Regions from separate parts of the Pan troglodytes genome. Here region 1 is linked to region 2. The links are chromatin contacts, called in public HiChIP or PLAC-seq maps. All regions are on one chromosome and are shown on one strand. Each heading gives the region's core, a stretch centred on a gene start, on an enhancer-like site or on the middle of the called end of the contact. The rest is flanking DNA. Distances are from core to core; before and after follow the strand shown. Region 1 overlaps PRICKLE2 (prickle planar cell polarity protein 2). Region 2 has its middle 14 kb from the start of PSMD6.

Evidence for each region. HiChIP or PLAC-seq counts read pairs in DNA pulled down with a chosen protein or histone mark.
Region 1: an H3K4me3 HiChIP or PLAC-seq map of stem cell-derived excitatory neurons shows a contact between it and region 2, with 9 times the contacts expected there. The contact joins two enhancer-like sites. A contact is called at or near these places in 2 of 7 Hi-C or Micro-C datasets (blood and stem cell-derived neural progenitor cells) and 1 of 1 datasets of contacts at active chromatin or transcription factors (stem cell-derived excitatory neurons).

What each region holds. Positions count from the first base shown.
Region 1 is chr2:68,190,851-68,197,881 of NHGRI_mPanTro3-v2.0_pri, forward strand. All of the region lies in intron 2 of PRICKLE2 (prickle planar cell polarity protein 2), which reads right to left. Among named protein-coding and RNA genes, the nearest start is that of PSMD6, 200 kb to the left of the region's middle. Within about 2 kb of position 5,026, at least 17 of the 24 cell types and tissues checked have an H3K27ac peak or open chromatin away from gene starts, as enhancers often do. A contact at or near this core is called in stem cell-derived excitatory neurons and stem cell-derived neural progenitor cells, where this site is marked.
Region 2 is chr2:68,004,954-68,012,503 of NHGRI_mPanTro3-v2.0_pri, forward strand. No RefSeq gene overlaps it. Among named protein-coding and RNA genes, the nearest start is that of PSMD6, 14 kb to the left of the region's middle. Within about 2 kb of position 5,833, at least 4 of the 24 cell types and tissues checked have an H3K27ac peak or open chromatin away from gene starts, as enhancers often do. A contact at or near this core is called in stem cell-derived excitatory neurons and stem cell-derived neural progenitor cells, where this site is marked.

The DNA.
Region 1 (7,031 bases), core at 3,776-6,275, 190 kb after region 2:
CCCAGGATACAGCACTCAAACACTTACATACAGCAGCTCAAACACATACAGCAGCTCAAACACTAGCACCAGGAAGAAGGGAGCGATCAGAGAACCCCCCGCTATTGCTTCCTCCTGTAGGTTCACTCTGCTGTTCTGAGTGAGCATGACTCTGGCAATGCTTTGTCAAACGAGGCCAGCCCCGATTTTCTTCATGCCTCCAGTTCCAACCAGTGACATCTCTGGATTCTGTGCCCCCTGGAGTGTTAGGTTTCATCTTCCAAGTCAGCACTCATATCCGAGTGCTTGGTTCAGCCAATTTGATCTTTATAGACTTCAAAGCCAAACATGCACTAAAGTTTACCCCCTACACCCACCAGGGAAAGGCAGGCTCATATTGTACTTGAAAATCTGCTCCTTCTAATTAATGTACTTTTAGAAATGGTCCATGGTGCTCTAGTGGAAAACATGTGCAGTGCTTAGTCATAAGGAGGGTTTTCGGATTTAAAATGGCTTCGCTGTGAGTTTTGTAGGACAGATGGGGAGAGGAGTTTTTAGCTAAAGGAGAACAGAGTTGCCTTCTGAGTTGCAACTTCACCCAAAGGGAACCTTCAGCTTTGCACTTTCATGGTGGATTGGCAATTGCTCTGATATTCTCCCAGCTGCTTCTCCATTCTGTCTTCCTTTCCCTCCCCTCCTCTTAAAGCTCCATCCAAACTCACACACTCTCTCCCCTCTCTCCAGCCTTGCTTTTTTCTCCTCTGCCTTATCCCCAGGGAAATAACACAACAAGCAAGCCTATGGTTTTCAGATGCCAAATAATAAACTGCTCAGACAATAGGCCAGAGAAAAAAGAAAACGAAGTCTCCAAACTCAACTGACTCAATCCCCAAAAGAGATCTTCACCCCTGTTTGATTAATACACATACACACACACACACACACACACACACACACGCACACACACACACAGCATAAAAACCAGAACATTTCATTTTAAATGTTTACAGGTTAAGACAGAGCAAAGGGGCAAATGTCACTCAAAAGCATCAACAAAGAAAACAGATTTGGCCAATATCTCATCCTCAAGCTTCTTAGTTTGCAAATAGCTCATGGTCACCAGCAGTTCCCTGTTTATAAGCACCACAGTCACGGAGGGAATGAACAGAGAAAGGTTTCAGTGGATCTTTAAGCACAAAAGAAAGCCTTTATCCAAATGCCACCCAGAATTCCTATCTGAGGGACAGAGCCTTTTGACTCTTGTGTGTTTACAGACAGCACAGAAGAAATGACCACAGCCTGGGGGCTACTAAATAAAGAGGTTTCTGCTAATTCGAGGCAGGCAGTGCAGTTGGGTCATTGAGCCCTTCTCAAATTCAGAGCGTTTGGAACTGATGTTTATTAAAAGAAGCACTAGACGGGTACCACGGTTTGTCATCTGCTATGTCATTTTACTTGGATTTCCCAAATATCTTGTTGTTATTGATTTCTAATTTAATTCTATTGGCCTTCAGTTTCTCTGTTAAATAAATATTAAAATTACTGCCCCCTGTTGTTCACAGATCGGGATTAACTGGGAAATATGCTCAACATCCAGTCAGTACCAGGAATTGGGCAAGGGCATTATAGCCGCTATCTTCACAGCAATCCCATGCATTCAGGGGACTTTATTTCCAATATTCATATGAGGAAGCCAAACTTCAGAGAGGTCAGGCAACTCTCCTGAGATCATACCTCCCATCAGGAAGTAAGGGAGGTGGGCTGTGGTTAAGGTATAAATATTATTCTCCGTGCACAACACAATTCTACTAAAGATCAGTAGCAACCAGGAATGACCAACTCCCAGTTCCGAGTTTCTTGGGAAAGAATTTTATGGCAGACTCCTCTGACTCTTCTAATTCACTTTTGTCTTTCAGATCCCTGTGTCAGAGTTCTAATTCCCCAAAATTAAAAAGAAAGATCTTGGGAGGAAAGGGAGAAACAGCAGTCCACTTGTGTGACAGAAGTAGGCCCACCGGCATGAAGGAGGCAGACCACGAGCCTGGCAAAATTGTGCCATAACAGTGACACAAAACAAAAGCAGACAGACTGGGCCATGGTAGGCAGGCAGGCAGGGGAGGCCTATTCCTTTCCCTTAGCAGCCAACCCATAAGCTGAAGGCACCCAGATGGTGGCAAAAATTCAGCCTTGGAACTTCTGAGGAGCCAACCAGCAGGTTAAGCACATATTCAATGGCCTCCCTGGATAGAGAAGAAAATGCTCAATATCTGCACTGAAAAGAATTAAGAAAGAAAAGGACTGTCTCTCACATGCATAGTTGAAGCAGAAGAGAAATCTAGAAATGCATTGATTCCAACTGGGACCCTGCAGCTTTCTACATGTGACTTGTCAGCTGCCAAAACAGGATGCCTTCTTTAAGGCTGCCTAAGCCCCAGTTAGTTCTAAATGATTTTCATTACACCAGCTGGTCACTTTCAGTTCTGTGAAATACAGTAGTTCTGGATAATACACTTTATTCTGTCAACTCAATCAATAGGGTGGAAAGTTTCTTTGAGTGGGAATCATTTGGATATAACAGTACCAGAGATGGCATCTTTTCTGCTAGCAAAACCTTTCTGCAGGCAAATGGATGTGAACATGTTGCCTTTTCAATACTGTTTTTTAGCAACAACACTTATAACGATAATGACAAAATGGTAACAATGACAACAACAACAACAACAATAGCAGCTAATATTTACCGAATATTTACTATGTGGCTGCCACTGTGCTCTGCATAGGTCATCTCATTAAATCCGTACACCTATCACCCTAACTATAGATTCCATTGCTCTCTCCACTTTACTGGCAGGAATGGGTAGCTTTAAGTATCTTCAGCTCTTTCCAGCTCCAGAGTCTGAGCCCTGGATAAATATCATCTCATACTATCTAACCTCTAAGTTCCCTTCTCATTCTTTAAGCTTCCATAAATGCATCTTTCTTCCTCTATTTCTATTTTTTTCCCTCACGTTTCATGGGTAAATCTTTATAAACACACCATTTCAAACAATGCTATTTTAGTATTTCTGGCTGCCCCGTGAATCTTTATAGACCGAGATGCCCGATGGAGCCAGTATGTTTTAATTTTCACATGAAAAACAGAATTCCCAAGGGGAAGGAGCATTTGACGGAAAGGCAAAACCTTTATAAGCACTCGAGGCATTAAAATCCAAATTTCCAAAATATGGTAATTATGTCAAAGTTGTGACTTACTCTGGAGCCCTTGGGGACACTCATCCTGACCCATCTGTGAAAGCCATCAGCAGGCAGTAAGCCTTCTGAGGAGCAGGATTACAGCAGCCAATTTGGCCTCTAGCAAAGAGGCAAGGCTGCTTCATTTAGTTTAAGTCTCACTGAGATGGTTTAAAACAGTCTTTGGGAAGAGATGTGCAGCCAAAGCAAATCACAGCCTTACCCAGCTGCAGATTCAGTACACGGCAGTCTATGTCTACATATTCATGGCACACTGGAGCCCTCCCCTGACTGTGCTCATACATGCATTGATATGGGAAGCAGAACTCTCTCACTGGGGAAATAATCTATGTGCCTAAGTTAGACAAGAGCCACATTTGGACCAGCGGATGGCATCACATCTGGTATGGATCGCTAACCTCAGTGTGATTTGGCCCAGCCTGGATTATTTATGATTCATAAAAGTCCCACTGGACCCCAGCATAGTCCAAGACCGCATAACAAAAAACCATGGGATTAAAAATCTGTATTTCATTGCAAGACCCCCATGGCAAATTAGTAATGCTATGATTGGTTTTCGAGAAGCCAAGAGTGAGGAGAACTAACTATGATCACTCCCTCAAGAAACCCAGCATAGAGGGCAAACCGAATCGTGTGTTCAGCCAGGCTATGCAGTCATATTCTGAAACTCTGTCACCATTTCTAATCTGAAAGCAGTGTCTACAATTAAACCTAAATAATTTGAAAGCCATTTCTTTACCTGGAAGTCTCAGCTGGGTCCTTGTTCCTCAGATCCCCTAATGGTTTCTGACATCATGTGTTGAAATGACTACTGTGCATGAACACTCTCAGGTATTTGGTCTGTTAGCCCCTTTCCCCATATTATTATGGTTTTTTAAAGACAGCTACACTTTTAGAGAAACGCTGCTTCTTCTTAAGCATCAAGATTTAAGCGTTTCTTCAAGACTCCCTAGAGCTGTGACATAACACTTTGTAATCGAGCTTTCTAATAAGCATAGAAAAGGCAAAAGGGGTCGCAGGGCCACCAAAAATGCTACCTGGCCAAGAAAACGAAGACCCAATATCCTCCCCCAATGCAAAGGCCCTAGATCTGGCTTTCTCATCCTCCTTAGAAAACATACTGCTGTTTAATTTGTGAATTAGAGCAAATTTCTTACCCACCTCCAGGGAGGATGAAATGCCCAGTCTCGGAGGAAGCTTCTGCCAGACCCTTGGAGCTTGTTAATTGTCCCAGTTCACTTTCTCCCTGGATCTGACTTCTAAGAACGCAAGCAGGACCTCAGGCAGCCAAAGCATCTTCTCCTCAAACCCCCTTTTCAGTCTGAACCCTTCCTGAAGCTGGCAACAGACTCAAGCCGAGCTGCTCCACATTCCCTCAGGGAAAACAGCACTGCTGGATCCAGACTCTGCTGGGGAATTCACCAAGCAGGAGAAAAAAAGTATGACTTCTACTCTTCCTCTAGATCAGCCTGAGTGCTCAGATCGCCTTCCGGAGGACCCCCAGTTTCCTCTTAACTCCCCTTCTTCATGACAATCTGAAGGAAGAAGTCATAGACTCCAGCCCAGCGTCACCAGCTGATCCTGAGCCAGACCCGGGGTGACTAGTCAGCTGCTCACAGAGCTCAAGCCACTGAACCAGGAAATGTGCTGCTTGGTCAAAAAATAATAATAACTCTCGGTGGCGCTGCTGGTGGTGCCTGAGAAGTCGCTGTTGCAGTGCTTGCATCCTCCGCATGCTAATGAAGCTGTGATGTCAGCAAGTCAGTCACGGCATCTGGACGTCCCATCCTGCTGCCCAGTGCTGAGATTTATTTACATGTAAATTAGCCTTGCCTTCCAAATCAATAATCCCCAAGCCAGGGAGAGGGGAAGGAAGCCTTTGCTGGATGCAAAGGCCCAGCTACGTAGCCTCCAAATGAGCATGAAAAAAATCACATATAAGAAGAGAGGCTTTAAAGACACATGCCTATTTTTTTTCTTCTTAAAAGCTGTGCTCTTATGTGCCAAGGTTCAGATCTGGGCACAATTATCAACCTGAGTGCCTGTTTCAGATTACATGCTGCACCAACCTAGGAGTGGAATCAGAGCACTCTTTTTTAATTAAATGCTGTGTCAAGCCTTCAAATGCCTCTCCTTTTTTTTTTTTTTTTCTTTCTCTTCTCTCTTCAACTTTCATTTTCGGGTGTTGCTTGTTTTTTGGCCTAAGACTATGTCACCTTTGAGTTTTTGTGCACCTTGAAATAAAGCACAAGTGACTCCTTTCCTCACGTGCTTGGGTGGTGAGTTAGTCAGCTGCCCTTTAACCCCTTACCCCAATTCCAACTGCAGAAGAAGACAAAGCATAAACCTTCCCAGGGCATCTGAAGACCCTGAGACCCTCAGAGAGCATTGCTTCCGTCTCCTCATTTTACAGATTAGAAAATGGAGACAACTGGAGAAAGGACTTTTGTAAAGTCACACCAGGATTTCAGCAAGGATGGGTCAGAATCCACATTTCCTAGACCTCAGATAGAGCTTTTGTTGAATACATTTGGGGTCTCTGATCTCCATTTTTATACACCACTAGGCGGCCTAACCAAGCAATCTGGAAGAAAGGAATCTATACATTTGGAGAGCCCTGTGTTCAAATCCTGCCTTTCCTTCCTGCTAGCAGTGTGATCTTAGGCAAGTAACTTAACTTGTGGGATCTTCAATAACCTCAACTGTACCATTCACTCATTCAATAAATATTTACTAAGCACATACTCTATGCCATGCACAGCTCTAAAGACTAGGTATAAACACAGTCTCTGCTTTCAAGGGCCTTATGGGCTACTGCAATTAAAGAAAGTAAAATATTGAATAGAACTATGGTGAAGATTAACACAATATCACATACTCAATAGCTATTTCTGATAGTTTGAATGAAGTTAGAAAAATTCACCGAGGCATACTATCTACTAGGCTGATCACTGTTCCTAGCATCTGAGTATTTCCATGGTCATCTTTAATTGTTTAAAATCATATATTCCTTCAATGCTGCCTGTGCAGTATCCCGGGCCAGGAGAGAGGCAAGAGCCAGGCAATATTCTGGACTCTGTGCCTGTGATAAGGAACCACTGTGAGCGAAAGTGAAGGGTGAGGGAAAGGTTGGGGAGGCTGGGAGTGAGGAATATTCCATCATGCACAGAAGTGTCCCAAAGGACAAAGCAACTAGCACGGCTCCTTGCCCACACTCCCCCGCCTGGGGAACCCACTGTGATGAGCTCTGCCCTTCCAGCTGCAGTGGAAGCTGAAGCTTCAAATGAATTTCTTTGTTGGATGTGGGGAAGTTAAATTATGTCTTTTGTTGTACGTAATTGTATTAATAATGCTTAATAACTTCTTTCAGAATGCTTCTCTCTAGTTCCCAGAAGACCTTTCATGGTGAAAATCATGAGACCTGGAATAACGTCTCAGTAAGAGAAATAAAATACAAGCAAATGAATAACACTCAGCCTTCAGTTTCCATCACACAGAACTCAGAGCGTGTAGGGAGGCAGATGATCTCCCCAGACCTCAATATCCTTCAAAAAGTCAATTAACAAGTCTAACAGTTTGGGGCCCCCAGTAGCCAAGTGGAAGCAGTGACATTCTAACCCAGTGTGGCCACGAACAAGTCACTTCAACTTACCATGCCTCAGTTTCTTAAAAATGGGTACACTACTCTCTCATCTACTCATGCTCAGCATGGTCATACAAGAGGCAATTCACAGGTGATCAACAATGAGATAAAGAAGACAGCTGAAACATAGCAAGAGATTACTCTTCACTTGGAACAG
Region 2 (7,550 bases), core at 4,583-7,082:
ACTCCTCTCATCCACAAAAGACATATACATACAGCGAAAAACTCATCAGAGTGGCCTAAGACTTCTCAGTTGCAACACTGACAGCTAAACACAATGGAGTCACATCAAAGAGAGAAGGACAGCAACCTAGGAATCCTATACCCAGCTAAGATATCTTCCATCTGTCGGGCTGAAAGACATTTGAAGATAAGCAAATAGAAACTATAGCACCACAAAACCCCTTTCGGAGGAAATAATCAAGACTGAAAACCAACCACAGGTGAACCGGAAGAGGCATCTGAAGATGGAAGAAGATGAACAGAAGAGGTAAAATCACTCAACAGGATGTAGAGGGCCATTTTGGAACCACAATACTGACATTTATTAAAACAATGCAACTGACAAAACATTCGCACACCAAACTGTAGAAGCCCAATGCCTCAAGCAAAACTATTACAAATCCAAGGATAACTTGATAAAATTACTATTGTAATCAGGGGCTGCTATATAGTTCCCTTAGCATATGCAGCAGAAAAAAAAGTAGGCAAGAACATAGAGGTTTTAAAAATACAATCAGTAAACTAAATGTAACTTGTACTATAGAATGTTACATCCATTGAATAGGAGTATATTTCTCCATTATTTCAAATGTCCAGGAATATCTATAAAAAGTGATCATAAGAAGTGACATAAATCCACAATTAAAACCTTAAAAATTCAAAAGCATTGAGATGTTATAAGACATGATTTTCCAATACACAATCTAACAAAATAAGACATAAGCAATTTTAAAATGGCCAAACATTTTACCCATTTGGAAACTAAAAGGCAGCTGTTGATAACCATTGGATTAAAGAGAAAATCAAAAGAAAAATCACCAGCTTTCTAGAAAGCAATGAAAAGGTGTGCACAACATACAAAGTCCATCAGACACAATGACACCCAGCCTGGAGAAGAGTTTATAGCCTTGAATGCCTTCACTGCCAGAGAACCACCAAAAAGGTGCTAAAGACTCACTTCTATACTTTACTAAAAAGAACAACATAGTAAACTCAAAGACACTAAGAAGAGGGATGAAAAAAATATAAAATACAAAGGTAATAAAATAGCATATCTACAGAGAGGAAAAATAAACTCAAATACTGCTTCTTGGCAAAGACCAGTGACATCTACAGATAAGCCCCTTCAAATCCTGATTAAGGAAAGAGTGAGCAAGAGAGATAAAGACGGTGAGTGTGAACAAAAATAGGTTATATTAAGAAATGTGAAAGGAGAAATAACCATAGATATAGGAGTGATTAAAATCGTTTAAGAGAATATAATAAGCAACTCTATATAATAGTTTTCAAAACTTGGAAGGATGAATTCCTCGTAATATTATAAATTATGAAAATTGACCCAAGGAAAAAAGTTTAAAATTCTAAATCATCAAAGACAAAGCTAGAGATACTAATAAAAGATCTATCATACATTTTTAAGAAAAACAGCCATAGATGTTTTGGAGACATTAGAGATATTTGAATATGGACTGTATATTAAATGATATTTGGGGATTACTAATTTTCTTTGCTGTGACAAGTATGACAAAGCCCTTATTTTTAAAACTTGCATATTAAGTATTTAAGGAAGAAATGTCCTGATGACTGCAACTTTCTTCTCCCCCACACCCACATATCCACACACACACCCCCAAATATGAGAATATCATTATAAAACTATAGTAATCAAAACAGCATAATATTGGTGTAAAGACAAAGTGTTCAATAAAACAGGCTAGAGAGTCCAGAAAGAAACAAAACAGATATAGACAACTGATTTTTGACAAGGTTGCAAAGGCAACGCATGAAGGATGAGTCACTTTTCAATAAATGGTACTGGAACAAATGGATATCAAAATGGGTGGCTCAAAATCTCAACACACAACAAGCACACACACCTTTCCAAAAGAATGGGAACCAATGTACCACATTTACTACTTCCATCTTAGTTTTCAGAGTCTGATTCCACAGGCATTATATTAACTAGGGCTCTTTTGTGGTTGAAAGCCACAGAAATAGACTCTGGCAACTAAAGACAAAAGGAAATTTATTCAAGGGAGATATGGATGCCTACAGGATGCAAGTCAAGCCTGGGGAACCAGTTTTATTATGATATCTCCAAGGAACTCCAGCAATTTGGCCACTTACTTTAGGGAGCCAAAGCTGAGATGAATTAATTTTAGCATTTGTTCTTCCTTCTACCACCCACTTCAAGATTCAGAGTTGGGAGAGAGAAGCCAATTGGTCCAGCTGGGTCCCATGCTTGTGCTTGGCAAGGCAAGCCCCCTGAGTGACAATCCTCCAGAAGCATGCACTTTAGGGAGGAAAGTCATTGCTCCAAAAGGTATCAGGTGTGTTGCCAGAAGAAGAAGGGGTGATGCTGGGCAGGGAAGAGCAACTGTGATCACCACTGTCAGTGTTCCGCTTGGAGTCTTGGCACAACTGGGTGATTAATTCTTCCATAGAGGGTGTGATCCTACTTGAGTTCCATTTAACAAGCTTGGGTGTGAAACTAGTATTAAAGTAGTATTAATTCACATTATTTTTTGAATTAATAGTCAAATTATAAAATATCTTTCTCTGAATCTCCATCTTATTGATCTGGCAGAAACTCAGCTGAGTCATTATTGCACCCAGGGGTCAGTAGGTGACAAGGCTGGAGCCCCGTGTCCTGGAACTATGCCTGGAACAGCACTCTCTCTTCCAGAGCACTGAGAGGATGCCATGAGAGGCCTGCACTCACTGAGCCCCATGAGCCCTTCTGGTCTTGAGGAATCTTCTCCACTCCTCTGCGTTCTTCATTTCGGCCTTCTCCCATCTTCTAAGAAACCAAACTTCTTTCCCTCTCCCTGAACTAATCCCTTCAATGAACTTAAGATTTGGGAGAAAAGTCAAGGAGGGAAGTTGTTTTCAGGGGGCTTCTACGTAAAGCTCTTAATACCAACCTCTTTGGTCAGTGTGTATGAGTCTGCTCAGGCTGCCGTAACAAAATACCACAGGCTAAGTGGCTTAGACAACAGAAATGCATTTCTTCCCAGTTCCGAAGACTGGAAGTGCAAGATCAAGGTATCAGCAGGGTTTTCTTCTAAGGCGTCTCTCCTTGGCTTGCAGATGGCCACCTTTTCCCTCTGGTTTTAGAGGGTCCTCTTCTGTTTGTCTGTGTCGTAATCTCTTCTTATAAGGACACCAGTCATACTGGAACAGTGCCAGCCCATATGACTGCATTTCACCCTAATTGCCCATTTATTTATTTTGAGACAGAGTTTGTTTTTTTTTTTAATACTCTGTCACCCAGGCTGGAGTGCATGATCTCGGCTCACTGCAACCTCTGCCTCCCAGATTCAAGCAGTTCTCCTGCCTCAGCCTCTCAAGTAGCTGGGACTACAGGTGTGCACCACCATGCCCAGCTAATTTTTGTGTTTTTAGTTGAGACAGGGTTTCACCATGTCGGCCAGGCTGGTCTTGAACTCCTGACCAGAAATGATCCGCCCTCCTTAGCCTCCCAAAGTGCTGGGATTCCAGGCATGAGCCACCGCGCCTGGCCATGCTTTTAAATCTGGCTCTGCTGCTTATGGCCACTCAGTGGTCTTGGAAAAATTAACCTTTCTATGCCTCAGATTTTCTATCTATAAAATGGGTAATTATAATACTGCACAATCCTTAGGACTCCTGGCTGGTTACAAGTGATATTACGTGAAATGTTCTTAGAACAGGGTCTGACAACTACTAAGTGCCCAATAAGTGCTAGCTATGATTTATTATGTAGCAGCCAATTTAAAATCTTACCTTAAAAATTAAGAATCATCGGATGACTTGAAGAACAATTTTATTCTCAAAGTTGCTACACAAATAGAAATCAATACCTCCCTAGCTATCTGAGTGCCAGATCTCTGAAGACCTAATCCATTTAAATTGAGCAGTTGAAACAGTAATCATGAAGCCCTGTACTTTATAATAGTCAATGGTCCTTGGACCATTACTTAGCCTCCATAGACTCTTGCTTTACATATATTTCTAGCAGCCCTGCCTCTCAGGCTTTCCAGAAGCAGCAAATTAGGAAGTAAAAAAGGAAGGGCTTAGAACTGACAGTAGCAAGAAGTGACAGCTGACAGCTTGACAGCTAAGGAAGAAGAGAGAAAATTAAAAAGCAGAGTAAACAGTCCCACGTGGTCCAGTTCCCCCCGAGGGCCTCCCTGCCAGGAACATGATTGATGTTCTTCAGGATGACCTGCAGACCTGCGTCCCCAGCCAATAATGGTCCCTCCATCCACTTGGCCATCCGACCTAGAGAAATCAGCCTCCTCTTCAGCTACTTCTCTTTCCTCCTGAAATTTAGTTGGTCAACAAATGCTATTAATTCACTTTGAAATGTATCTGGTCAACACACATTTCCCAGCACTCTACTGTGAACCCTTTATTACTGCCTGCTGGACAGTTGTACAAGGGACTTCTACCTGGTCTTCCTACCTCAAGTCTCAGTGTCTACGGAAAGTATAATCATGGCAAGGATGGAAGTTGGAGACACAGAGTAAGGGTTGCTGAGTATCTACCGTGTGTGAAGTAATAATGCCCACTGTTCTGTTCAAGTTAAAAAGAAAAAAAAGCTCCTCTTGACATGTGCTATTAAGAGTATTAAAAGCTGCTATTTTAAGGTATTTTAGAAAATAAGACTAAGTATATGTATTCAGAATGAATTACAGAAAGTGAAGTGATAGCTCAATAATTCAGATCCCAAATACCAGCCTCACTTCTTCCTTACCTCCTCTTCTTCATCCAACTGTATGGATAATTGAAGGAAACTAAGGGGCGAGGAGCGTCCCTTAATTCTTGTGTCTTGGAGTGTCCCTTAATTCTTCACTTTGAATAGCACAACATTTGGTTTTCCTTTTCTATTTCAGTATCTCACATTATTCTTCTGTTCAGACACCATATGAGCTTGATGAAACATTCATCTTGTTTTTGTTTTCCTACAGATATAAAATCTCTACACTGGCTCTCTTTTAATCCTGCCCATCCTGATTTGCAAACCCTTCACAGTGGCACTGTGGCTAGAACAGTTGTCTGTGCTGCTCTGCTGGGTGTTCGCATGTGTGTGGGTTTGCTGGTGAGAGAAGTTTTGCGTGTGATGGTCTGCTGCTGCTGCCAGAATCATTTGGTTCTCTGTGCAGTAGGATACAGTGGCCAGCACCCATCTGGGGTTATTATTTTCCACTCACTTTATGTGAGGCTGGACTCCAGGAGAGGCATTAACACAAATGAAGTAAAGAACTTAAGATCTGTATCTTAAGAGAATTCTTATTATTTTCCCTCTACCTGCACTCTGAGCTGAATGCAAATGTGCTTCCCTGTCTTTAATGCAGGCATTTCTAATAATCAGCATCCTTCTGATCATTAGGTAGATAAAGTGCCTTCCAGTTATGAATCTTAAATGGAGCATTTTGCCTGCTCTGAAGCAATTTGCCATTTAGCTCGAAAACCTTTTAGTAAGCATATTAGTTGACTCCATTTAGGCAGGTACTTGTTCTGGTTGCTCCAGGAAGCACCCTTTATTAACAACTCCCAGATATTAACAAAATATTGCTATCAACACATTGTCATCACCTCCGTTGCCTGCACATATAGACTGCTGTCCTAGATTTTCCTTTGTCATTTGAGTATGCCCTGTAATTCCCCATTCTTGCTCAGAATCTCACTGATCTCTGCCATGCCTTGTCCTCAAATCAATAGTGTTCAGTGTCTGTATTCTGATGAATCACTCGACCACCAAGCAGTGCCTCAGATGGCCATGTTGCATTGCCCTGAGACAGACTGCCCTTACACAGTGACATTTTCCCGCTATGTCTCACAGCTTTGAGGCGTATGTCATGGAATGTCACAGAGCCAAGTCAGAACTCTGCTTCCCTGCCAAAGCAAAGCAAAGCAAAGGGTGGGCATAGTTCCACACACAAGTCATGCAAACAAGAAGAGGAGATTTTATTCTTAATATCTATTCACCGACCACCCACTCTCAGCCTTCCCTTGATTTCTCAGGATAATGCCTATTGAAACTCCAACCTTATTCTGTGTTATTTTAATCTCTGATGTGTTCACATTGTGAGGAAGAGTCTGGGAGAATGAGAACAGTTCTGTTTTTTTCTTTTTTTTCTAACCCTTTGGGCTAATTTTACATTTATAGGAAGTAGAAACTGATACAAATAAAATACTTTTGCTTTGAATTGACAGGTGTTGCTTTTATTTTTAAGTGTGGCTTTTGACCTGAATTGTTCAAATAATTGTATAAACCCAGTTTAAGATGCTCTCAATATTTTCAGACCTACTTATATATTCAGTTTTTGTATGTCTCCATACACAATTTTATTTTGTTTTATTTTTTTGAAATGGAGTCTCGCTCTGTCACCCAGGCTAGAGTGCAGTGACGCAATCTCAGCTCACTGCAAACTCGGCCTCCTGGATTCAAGCGATTCTCTTGCCTCAGCCTCCTGAGTAGCTAGGATTACAGGTGTGTGTCACCACACTCAGCTAATTTTTGTATTTTTAGTAGAGACAGGGTTTCACCATGTTGACCATGCCGGTCTCGAACTCCTAACCTCAAGTGATCTGCCCATCTCAGTCTCCCAAATTGCTGGGATTACAGATGTGAGCCACTACACCCAGCCTCCATACATAATTTCTTTTCATCCTCATTCTTTTCTCTTTTTGTTGAATTTTCTCTTCTAATCCTTTAATAAACAATCTAGAACATGTGTAATTGATGCCAGAGAAATATGCACTCCATCTCCTCTGAAAGCTTAGGAATACTAAGAAAATGGTTTATTTTTATTCTTTATTAAAGAAATATTAACATTTAACTTTTTTCTTATTAGGCTTCTTGCTATTGTACAAGATGAGACAATTAAAATGGTCTGTAATTCTACTTCTCTGGTATAATTATTGTTAACATCATGTGTAGCCACCTAGTCTCGTATAAACAGAGAAAACATGGTAAATGCTTTCTGCACATTTTAAAAGTCACATTTAATGGTAAAGTGAAGTGAAGATTTGGTAGCAAATTGAAATAGCCTTAATGTCCAATAATAAATTAACTCAAAATGAATTTTTTCCTGAAAAGCTGAGGCCAGTCTAATGTAGCTGTCTGAGATTACCCCAAATATACAACTCCAAACTTCTAATTATGGTATGTGTGGTAAGTGTCTTTTAACAAAAGTGAAAAGCTTAGCCACAAAAGAGCAGCAAGCTCAGAAACCTGCAAGAATACTGGATTTGTACATCAGAAGCAGGAATTTGTGTCCTCTAAAAAATGGCCCACTAGAGAATTATTTTTTATTATTTTTTATTTTTATTTATTTATTTATTTTTTATTTTTTTTGAGACGGAGTCTCACTCTGTCACCCAGGCTAGAGTGCAGTGGCACGATCTCGGCTCACTGCAAGCTCCGCCTCCCGGGTTCATGCCATTCTCCTGCCTCAGCCTCCCAAGTAGCTGGCACTACAGGTGCCCACCATCATGCACTGCTAATTTTTTTTTGTATTTTTA